Linked DNA regions of Hordeum vulgare: region 2 is linked to region 1. The links are chromatin contacts, called in public Hi-C maps. All regions are on one chromosome and are shown on one strand. Each heading gives the region's core, a stretch centred on a gene start, on an enhancer-like site or on the middle of the called end of the contact. The rest is flanking DNA. Distances are from core to core; before and after follow the strand shown. Region 1 holds the start of LOC123411497. Region 2 holds the start of LOC123408825.

Region 1 (5,498 bases), core at 1,389-3,888:
ACAGATTATGGCCGCATTGACGACTTCTTGACCGCCGCTTCTACATGCTTCCAAGTTTATAAAAGTTTGCGCTGGCGTGGCGGAGGCACAACCACCGGTGGATGAAGAAGGAAGAATACTTTGACACTTCCAAGAATTTGATTGTGAGTTTTTATGAGTGTATTTGTATGGACATGTGATACATGCTTAATATATGGGTTTCGACCTTTTCGCAAAACAGCCTGAGTAAATCGATTATAAAAATGGCAAAGTTAGAGCATCTACAACTCGACACCCTAAACCTCCCTCACAGGCCTCGGTGGACGACCCGGTCAAAAAAGTCCGACTCATGGCCGCCTCACAACGGGCCTCAAACATCCATGTTGACCGACATCCATCATAACCAACACGTGGCGGATATGGGAAGGCCCGGGCGCGTCCCACACGTCAGTCTGGCGGATGGGTTCCATACAGAATCGCCCGAAAAACCAATAGTCTGACAGGTGTCTCCTCCAGTGAGGGTGTGAACGTTGTGTTACATCGCTTCGGCTAGCCGACCGAGGCTAAAATCCGGCTATTTAAGCCGGTTGGCCTCCCTAACCCTGAGCACAACCTCTTCCTCCCTATCCGTGCCACTAGCCCGAGCACATTTCTCTCGGCATCCACCTCCCTTTTCACCTCGCTGCCCAACATGTTTCGGTGCTATGCTAACGTCAGAGCACCGCTTCTAGATCGAGGAAGATATCCGGGTGAGGCAGGCCGCCTAAATCGCAGCTGGCTTGCCTTCGGAATCGCCGGAGCCAGAGAAGGAGGGCCCGAAGTTGGAGTGACAGCCGGTTCCGATGAAGGTGGCAGATCTGGAGAGGTGGAGCAACCGGCGGACGAGCTGGCGCTGGCTGCATGCTTCAGCATGGAGGACGCCATGGCAGAGTTCGCAGCCGGCCAAGCGGCGGAGATGACGGAACAATAGACTATATTGAAGTCCATCCATGGTGAGGTCTATGTTGAGGCCAAGCGATAGTTCATGCGGTAGAAACGAACAGCGAGCGACGCGCTTTCCGCCAAACTTAACGCGGGAGCGAAGGCGGAGCAGCCATAGGAGCCGGAGTTGCGACTGCCGCCCATGTACTCGGAGCCGGGCACGGAGATGATGGACATCTCCGACGAGGATTATGGTAGTATATGTTATTTGATCTACGTAGTCCATGGATTTCCTCCCTTGCACACTTTGTATGGATTTAAGGTTTCAAATATGAAGTATCTCGATGAAGAAAAGTGAATTTGAGGTATGACCTATCACTATCAATAAACTTGTCCGCACGTGGGCGTTCGAGTGCCTCGATTCTGTGTTCGTGGCAGTATATGCTCTTAGAGCATCTAAAACTAGACCCCTCAAACCCTCCTCAAACGCCCGGACAGGCCGCCCGGTCACAAAATTGCGACCCAGACGAGCCTCTCAAATAGGCTTCAAACGCCCGGGCTGACCGACACCCCCCATTTCCAGCCCAAATATGGGGCGGATATGGGGGAGCCCGGGCGCGCTCGGCCACGTCGGTGTGACGGCTTGGTCTCACGGGAAAACCGACGGCCCGACGGGCTCCTCGACCATCGGCACGGTGTGAACGCGGGTGGTGTCGCTCCGGCTCCCCGCCCGAGGTCGGGGCCGGCTATTTAAGCCGACTGACGTCCCCATCCCTAGCTCATCCATCTCCTCCTTCTCTCCGCCGCCACCCGACCCCGTCCGCCTCCTCTCGTAGTTCCCTCTCCGTCAGGATGGTCCGACGTCTCATCACCACCTACGCGTAGCTCACTCAGGAGCGCCGCCTGCAAATCGAGGTGGAGATCCAGGCTCGCCGCGCCGCCCGCATCGCTGCGGGTCTCCCTCCGTACCCGCCAGAGACGGAGGAGGAGGAGGAGGAACAATAGTAGCAACAGGAGGAGCAGCAACAACAGGAGGAGGAGCAACCAGAGGCCATAGAGGAGGATGACCCGGAAGAGGAGGCTCCCGACTTGAGCATGGCAGAGGCGGAGGCGGAGTTCGTCGTTGCCAAATCGGAGGAGATGGCGGAGCAGTAGGCCATCCTGGATTCCATGCGGGATGAGGCCAAGGTGTAGGCCAACCGTCGGCTCATCCGACAGAGGCAGGCGAATGCCGACGGCCTCTTCGACGAACTGGACGTGGATATTGAGGCGGAAGAGGCCGCAACGGAGCACTCGGACGCGCCGGAAGCGGCGGAGCTGCGACATGCGGCCATTTATCTGCCGGAGGGCATGGAGATTATCGACATCTTCGACGAGGAGTAGATAGGTTCTACGTAGTACAGTACATAGGTTTCATATCTTACATGCATTTTTATGGATTTGAGGATCCTAGTATGAAAAATATTCAGATATAAAATGCATTATTTAAAACGTGACCGACCAGTGTACGCAGACATGTCCGGACGCGTTTGCAAGGGTTTAAAGGCCGGATTTGCGAGGTACAGCTCTTTTCCTATAAACTCTGATGAAATTACGGCACATATGAATGGACACGGGTGAGAAGGTGAACCCGAAGTTGCGGGGAAGCAGCTGGTCGTCTCCTCCTGCCGTTTTAGACCAAAATCCTCGGCGGTCCACGGCCTCTCCCGCGGAGCGCAGCCGCGTTGAAAAAGCCAGCAAAACTCGACCCCTCCCCAACGCCAAGCCAAGTGCGCGCACAGCGCAGCGGCATCTCACATCACTCCCCCCCACCCCCTCCAGCTCAACGCCTCAACCTCGTCGCTTCCGGAACAACCAAGGCAAGCAATCCAATAGAAAAACAGCGGCGGCCCGGCCGGCCACCGCAGACGACCACCACAAAGACCAGCCCACGCCGCGCCGCGCAGCCACCCAACCAAACAGAGCCAGCAGTCCAAGCGCCGGCGCGCCGCGCCGCGGGGAGGCGGCCAGCCATGTCGGTGTCCTGCGGGCTGGAGTGCGTGCTGTGCGTGGGGTGCGTGCGCTGGGCGTGGAAGCGCCTCACCTACATCGGCGCCTACGACAGCGAGACCTGGCCGCCGGCCTCGCCCGACGACTTCGAGCCCGTCCCGCGCATCTGCCAGATCATCATGGCCATCTCCGAGGAGGACCTCGCCAACCCCAAGATCATGCCGGCCAGCCGCGGCTACACCCAGATCGACGGCGACGGCTTCCACAAGCGCACCACCTACGACGACGTCGGCACCGCCTGCCCGCCCTACGTCGTCTACGTCGACCGCCGCCGCAACGAGGTCGTCCTCGCCGTCCGCGGCCTCAACCTCGTCCGCAACGCCGACTACAAGGTACTGCCCGCGCCCGTGACCCGCTTCCCATCCCCGATTCCAGCGACCCGCATGATTTCTTCTCCGCGGGAACGGAATGTGAACACGTTCGATTCCGTCGCTCGTTGCAGGTCTTGATGGACAACAAGCTCGGGATGCAGATGTTCGACGGCGGCTACGTGCACCACGGGCTGCTCAAGGCGGCCCAGTTCATACTGGAGAGGGAGACGGAGACGCTGCGGGAGCTGCTGCGCCAGCAGGGCCCTGACTGCAAGCTCATCTTCGCCGGGCACTCGCTCGGCTCCGGTATCGCCGCGCTCATGACGGTGCTGGTGGTCAACAACCGAAAGGCGTTCGGCAATATTCCCAGGAGCCACATACGGTGCTACGCGCTCGCGCCGGCCCGGTGCATGTCTCTCAACCTCGCCGTCAAGTACGCCGACGTGATCTACTCTATCGTGCTGCAGGTACCAGCTACCCCGTGGTCAACCATTACCTACCTGTTCAATTTTGCTGCCTTCGAATATTTTGACTATTGGAAACTTTTGACCCGGACTATTGGAAATTGGAATTGTTGGGGTGAGACGAGGGTGAGCGATTTGGTCAAATGTGCTTTGCTTGTGGCGTGATTGGAATGTCTGTGAAAGCTGAACTAGTTTGATTGTGCCGAACGTTAGGAATTAGGCAGCGGAAGTTGTGCTGTGAGGAAAGGTGCCCCGCTGATAGGATAAGATTATACAGCAGAGTATCCTTTCTTACTGCTGTTCTTCAGAAAGCAAGCTGACAGTTTACAGTAGAATATCCTTTAACTGCCCTTCTTCAGAAGGGCAGCTCATATGAGGTTTACTGATATCTGCTTATGACTGATATGGAAATCAACTAAGTTAACTGTTTGCCATGTTGGGTGAATTCAACTCATTCTGGGTTATTTTTTGAGAAATCAATCAATTCAACATGATAATTTGTAATTGGTACAAGATGTATGCCTGGAAATGGAAATTTGGCTCGTACGGCTGACCACATAATGTGGTATTTGTAATTGTGCTGTGTAGAAAGGTACTCCCGCTGATAGGATAACATTATACATCAGAGTATACTTTCCTACCGCTGTTCTTCAAAAGGTTACTCTAGCTGACAGTAGAATATCCTTTAACTGCTGTTCTTCAGAAAGGTAGCTTATATGAGGTTTACTGATACCTGGCTTATGACTGATATGGAAACAACTAAGCTAACTGTTTGCCATATTGTTCGTTGGATTCAACTCGTTCTACATTTTTTTTGAGAACTTTATTTGGTACAAGGTGTATGTCTGCAAATGGAAATCCGGATCATACACCTGACCACATAATGTGGTATTTGTGGTGCTTGAGCTTATCCCGCTGCTATATGTTGAAATTGATTTATTGGATGTGGTACTATTTCCCTTGTGAATTTCATTGATTTCAAACAGGTGAAGAGCTCGTGAACTAAACTGAATTCTAGTTTGATGTGTGTTTTTCATTCTGTTCCGGATGGTATCCGGGAGACCTTGTATGACTTTAGTGCTTAATCAATAAAATGCTGACTTCCAAAAACTGATCCTATCTAGTTGTTGTAACCCTAGAAGTTACCATCTGTGGCACCAATTACATAGTAATATCATCGGATGCTTATTTTATCACTATATGATGTCTTATGCCAGGATGATTTTTTGCCAAGAACACCAACACCATTGGAATATATTTTCGGCTCTATATTCTGGTAAGTCCCCTGTTCGCTTTCTCCATGTAGTTCAACTTTCCGCCAGTAAAAAAGTATGCAATAATGGAATATTTTATTTATGCTTTGGACAGCTTGCCCTGCTTGTTATTCCTGTTTTGCTTGAGAGATACATTTAAACAAGACAAGAAAAAGTTTAAAGATCCAAGAAGATTGTATGCTCCTGGTCGGATGTATCATATCGTCGAGAGGAAATTTTGCAGGTAATTGATACGTTTGGATAGTCGCTGCTAGTTATTAGTTAAGTCATGTTGGTATGCTGTAAACGACGAACCTTTTATTCACTGTTTGTCTAGCACCAAGAAGTTTCAGGCTGTGTGCTGGTTTGTTCGTCATTAAGCCTTTATAATATAGCAAAAGGTTCAGTCATCATGGTTTTTGGAAAAGCAAGCAACAAGTTCTAGCCGTTAATAGTTTCGCCCACTGCTGTTTTACTGCACACATTTTCATAAATAATGAAAAATATACATAAATCGGTGT
Region 2 (5,498 bases), core at 1,009-3,508, 190 kb after region 1:
TCTTTCAGGCCAGAATTCCAGCTGCCGACATTCTCCCTCTTCATGTAAACCTTGCAAAATAAGAGAGAAAATGCATAAGTATTGTACCGTGAAGTGAAATAACAGCCCAAGAAGCGATAAATATCAACATGAAAACATGATGCAAAATGGAAGTATCACACCCCTGCTCTTGTTGCGTCCTCGTGCAGCATCTGGACTCCCTCCTAAGATTCAAGATCTTCTTTTGGTCCTGGAAAAATCGTCAGAAAGTTCCTACGTGACTCTGTTTGGTACCTATTTTCTGAAAAGCCAAAAACACGCAAAAAATAGCGACTCACACTAGGCACTGAGTCAATAGGTTAGTTCCCAAAATAGATATAAAATTGTGTATAAATCATATAAGATTGATAAATAATAGCATGAAACAATAAAAACTATAAATACATTGGAGACATATCATGCACCTCTTCTTGATTTCCTCTATCTTCTCTTTTACTCCTTTCCATGTTCCTACGTGATTTCTTCCATTTTATCCCATTTTCAGTGGAAACACATCAAAGAGATGATTTTTTGGAATCATTTGCATTCATTAGTCACTAGTACCAATATCGGAGCGAATATCTCTATTTTAAAGACATAACTTGGTTTAAACAAAGGGTGAATGACTGTAAAACTCATACATGTTGTCGTAGTGCCGTCAACGGGTGAAAAGGAATTGTCCAACGATAAGAAACCCGGTCTATGAGGGGTGGCGACCATGGCAGCACCAATAAAATCACTCGTGTGCTAGGAGGAGGACCCATGTTGACTGTCATCTTCCCTTTAAGGATTTCTTTTATACTAAAACGCATTGTTACCGAAGACACGCGGCTTTGAAGATACTTGACCGAGATATGAGGAAATGGTACTTCCTTGCCATTGGCCAAGTATGATCGCAACGACCAAATTTTCCACACCAACATGATAACCTGATCCCTCTCAACTTCATTACAATTCACGAGCATATCCAACCAGTCTTTTCTAGTGTGAACTAGCCGATCATTGTGCCGCAAGACCCAAGCTGACCACATAAGATCACATAGGATGCAAGCCTGGCTAAAAAGGTAACCTTGAGCTATTCAGTACTTGTATGAGAAAAATTGAAGACTTTTGAGCTTTTCGTGATATTGCAAGCCTGGCTAAAAAGATGATTGAACTTGCAAGGCATGTCATATTTCTTGTTGGTTATCGCCACATTGAGTTGGTATTGGTACTATCAGTAGCAACGACACCAATTAAAAGGGTCTTCTCAGCGATGAAAATCATCAAGACTAAGTTGTGCGGCAAGATGTTCGATGGCTGGCTTAATGAGGTGTGTTACATTGAGAGAAGGATCTTCGAAAGTTATGATCTTGATAAAATTAAGGAAGTTTTTTAAAAGGAGGATATGACGGTGTCATTGCTTAGGTCTTGTAGATGTCATTGAAAGATTCATTGTTGGTATGTTTTATGTTGTCTTTCTATTGAAATATGTCAACATGTTCGTTGTACTTGGTTATTCGTTCGAGAATCACATAAAATAGTATTGTGCATTATTGATGTGTATTCACTCTTTTGGTTTCACATTAAAATAATCGTTGCTTAAGACTTCGCCTCACCTTAAACAAATTCCGTCCTCCTCCACTGCTTCTGTGCCAACTAGTCGTCACTTATCTCTTCCTCCAACTTCGGACCATGTAGAGAAAATGTTAATTGAAAATGCTAGTGTGAACACGAGTCTAAACCATATAATCTCGTTTTCCATAACTTTGAAAAAATCAGGTCATTTTAGTTTGAAAATACTATAAAGAAATGGGTAATCTTGGGGAAAGGACGTTTGGCTCCCGGAAGCCATGGAGGACGAAATTTTTGAAAAAATCAAAATTCAAAAATTTTGATTTGAAAAAATCTGAAAAAAATTATACAACTAAACAAGCGTGGGATTCATGTGTGTGTAAAATTTCAGACCAAAATACTTTAAGACGCGACCTGTACAAAAAAGACATATTCATTGTCTCGAAAGATAAATAGTGTCATGTGTTAAAAAGCTTTGGATTTGTCTTTTTTTCATAGCCCTCATTTCAACATATTTAGTTCTGAAAATTTACATACTTATGTATTACACCTTCATCTATCTATGTATTTTTTCAAAAAAAAATGTTAAAATATGATTTTTTATGAAATTTAAAGTTTGAATTTAAAGGCCTTCGTAGAGCTCGGCCTCCAAAAGCAATTTACCATACTCTTACATCTATAGAATCGAGACAGTATGTAGTGGGTGGGGTGGGCAGTGCGAGTAAACTATGTAGTTCATGAGGAAACAAAGCTAGATTCGCCACGCAGCCGATGAACAATAGGATAGAGACAGGGATATGGGCAGAACGGCGCATTTTCGTGGGGCATGGGGACAATTCGTTTGGAGCTGAAAAATCCAACCCCGGAATTCATTCCGACTCAATCAAATCGGCTGATTGGATCTAAAAGCGTCTACATAGCTAATCTTGGCCAAAGAAGAGACAACTAGACAATGACCGATCACGAAAAGCAGGACTAAACTCAAATCATCAGGGCTAACTTGTACCTTTTCCGGCCTATGGCAAAGCGGTGAGCAAACAGTGCATTCAGTTCAATGCATTGTACATCTATGGAAAACCTAGTCCTTGTCCCAATAGTGGCGTAATTGTGCCAGGGCGACTAGTCCAAACCGAACATTCTGACGTCACTTTCCAGTCAACCACACGCTCATCCAGATCAGGTCCTAGACCCATTTGAAATGCCGGAAACTTGGTGAGGAATTTACATGAACTTTATGCAAAAAATTACTGCCCACCGGCTGCAGGGTTTAGTGACACAAGTCACAAGACCCCTTCCCTTCCCTGAAGAGATCCAAATGTTGCAAGGGGGGATCGATCACGGGCTGCATGATGTACAGGCTCCTAAACTTGATGGAGCATATGCGCGCACAGTCGAGTCGTGCACTCGCGCTGTTGAGCCGTGGAAGTTACCAAATGCCGACAAGTGCAGGGAGCCACCACCGCACCGGCACCACGTCGCCGTCACGGCACCACACCACACACCCCCAGCCCCGATCAACTGCCCCCCGGCCTGGCCGATCCACAACTGCTTATAAACCCTTCGTCTTCCTCCTCCCACCTTCACCACCGCACCCTCGCCTCGCCTCCTTTCCGCCGGAGCGAGCGAGCGAGCGATGGACCTCGACGACGACATGATGCCCTACTCCCCGTCCGGCGACTCCTCGCCGTCCTCCTCCGACCTGGACACCGAGGTTTTTCGTCGAATTTCCTGGCTGGGTGCGGTCAGTTGCAGTTGCGCCGTTTTCTATCTTGCGTGCGCTGACGATGTTGTTAGTTTTGATCTGTTGGCAGTCGACGGGGTCCTTCTTCCCGGACAGGAGCACGACGCTGGGGACGCTGATGGGCGTGTCGGCGTTCGGGGGCGGCGCTGCGCAGCGGCGGATGGCTCGCGCGCCGCCGGGGCAGGAGAGCGAGAGGCCGACGCGGGCGGCAACGGAGGAGCGAGACGGGCGGCGGGCGGGCGGGTGGCGACGGAGGAGGCGGCGGCGGGGCGGGAGCTGGTGGCGGCTGTGCCGCGACGACGCCAGCGGGCCGCCGACGAGGCTGGGCGAGTTCCTGGACATGGAGCGGCAGCACGCCGGCGCCGACTTCCTGTGCGGCGGCGGCGGCGGCGGCCCGCAGGAGCCGGAGGCGCCCACGGTGGTGGCGACGCCGCTGTTCGAGGACGGGAGGGTGCGCCCGCCGCAGCAGCGCGCCGCCCCGCCGGAGGAGCGCGGGAGGTGGCGGCTGCAGCGGGCCGCGGAAGGGTCGTCGTCCACGTCCTCGTCGCTGGCCAGGCTCCCGGTGCTGCTCACCGGCATCTGCAGCGGCGGCGCGGGGTAGTGGCAACGCCCCGCAATTAACTGCCTCTCGGAGGGGCGTTTACGCCGTGTACGTGAAAGCCGACTGAATGCAGCATCATTCTTTTTCTTCATCCCACGGATTGATTCTCTCTGCCGCTGCCGCTGCCGCTTCATTTCTCCCATAATTATTCTTGTTCGGAATCGGACCCTCTGGGCTGGGCCAGTACAAAATTCTTCGTTTGATGCTTCGCTTCCCCTCTTTTCTTTCTCCTTTTGCTCTACTTTATTACTATCGAAAAGAATCGGAGGCAGTGCAACAAAAGTGACAAAACTATGTGCTCATGTTGTTACACCCCTCAGTTTTTTTTTACCTCCTGTACGTACTTGTGTAAATATCGAAAGTAATAAGAAAAATTTACGCAAAGCTGCAGTGGGCAAAGTAAAGTCGTTCGTATCTACTATATTCGACTATATACTGTTGTGCGCTGCCGTGCATGCATGCACCGCAGATCCGCAGCAGTGAGTGTATCACCGGTACAGGTGCGGCAACCGTGGCATTTTCTTCCCTGTCCGTGCAGTGCATGAAGCCCGATCCCATCGCACGGACGGAAGATACGCCACGTCGCCCGGCGATTCGAGTGCCAGCTGACCGCCGTGAGCGGACACGAAATCCCGACGCCATTGCACGGCGATCGACATTCGACGCGATCCACCGCATGGGCTCGTCTTCATCGGTCGCTCTCGGAATCAAGTTTGCGGCGATTGTGCCGCATCGGGCATGCTCGCCATGCCTGCTGCCCCCACGCGGCAGCAGAATGATGATGAGGAGGAGGTGTACGCAGAAAGAATTGCTTCTGGTTTGAAGCAAAGCTTCAGATTCCAGCAAGGGCCCAGAGGCCAGAAAAAGACGCGGCACCTGCACTGCTGCACATGACATGTCCACCAACGGACGAGGTCGCACGTGTTTTAACCTTATTAAGCTTAAACTGGATGGCAGCTCCAGCAGTTAAAGCCCGGATCTTCAATCGGCATTTCAGGCTGGTTCTATCATCGTTTCGTACCCCAAAAAAAAGGGAGTTGTGCTCGCTAAGCAACGCTGCATCATTGCATTGCAGATATGGAGTTGACCTTGGAGCTTGCATCATTGCGTGAAGGGCAGTGCCCACAGCTTTCCGGCGACATGTTTGGTCTCGCGATGACATTGACCTCTGAACTACAAGAAGTAGGGGAAGGTGGACGTAAATGCATCGCAACAAGCGTGACGAACTGACGATGATGATATAGTGGTAGATAGATATATTAGATTGCTTGTCTTGGCATGGCACGACCGATCCTTTTCCTGCCATTTTTTACAGGAAAGGATCGGCATCCGTTACACGTAGAAATATATAGAAATAATAATACAGGGGCAGCAAGGCAGCGGGACGGATCAGCCCATCGCAGCCCGTACAAAACAAGGACTACCAACCAGGCTTTCCTTCCTCGGCCCACGACCGCTAAAGAGGGCCACTCCACCGCATTGCCCGCAGCGAGTAGCGGGCCACATATATCTTCAGTCGGTGCCGTCGGACTGGGGCAGGTTGGGGTGGGCGGAGAAGTAGGCGAGGAGGCCCAGCAGCGGGGC

The links. Hi-C and Micro-C count contacts between places; a contact is called where the count stands out from the background.
Region 2: a contact with region 1 is called in a Hi-C map of seedling, with 6 times the contacts expected there. The contact joins the promoter of LOC123408825 here to the promoter of LOC123411497 in region 1. A contact is called at or near these places in 3 of 6 Hi-C or Micro-C datasets (leaf and seedling) and 1 of 1 datasets of contacts at active chromatin or transcription factors (embryo).

Annotation. Positions count from the first base shown.
Region 1 is chr7H:110,724,309-110,729,806 of MorexV3_pseudomolecules_assembly, forward strand. LOC123411497 reads left to right here and starts at 2,639. Exons shown (of 6, transcript XM_045104455.1): 1 at 2,639-3,281; 2 at 3,392-3,727; 3 at 4,942-5,000; 4 at 5,093-5,221. The coding sequence starts at 2,913.
Region 2 is chr7H:110,914,663-110,920,160 of MorexV3_pseudomolecules_assembly, forward strand. LOC123408825 reads left to right here and starts at 2,259. Exons shown (of 2, transcript XM_045101864.1): 1 at 2,259-3,283; 2 at 3,384-4,298. The coding sequence starts at 3,206. The coding sequence ends at 3,914. It overlaps LOC123408823 (endoglucanase 17), which reads right to left. Exons shown (of 6, transcript XM_045101863.1): 6 at 5,156-5,498. The coding sequence ends at 5,427.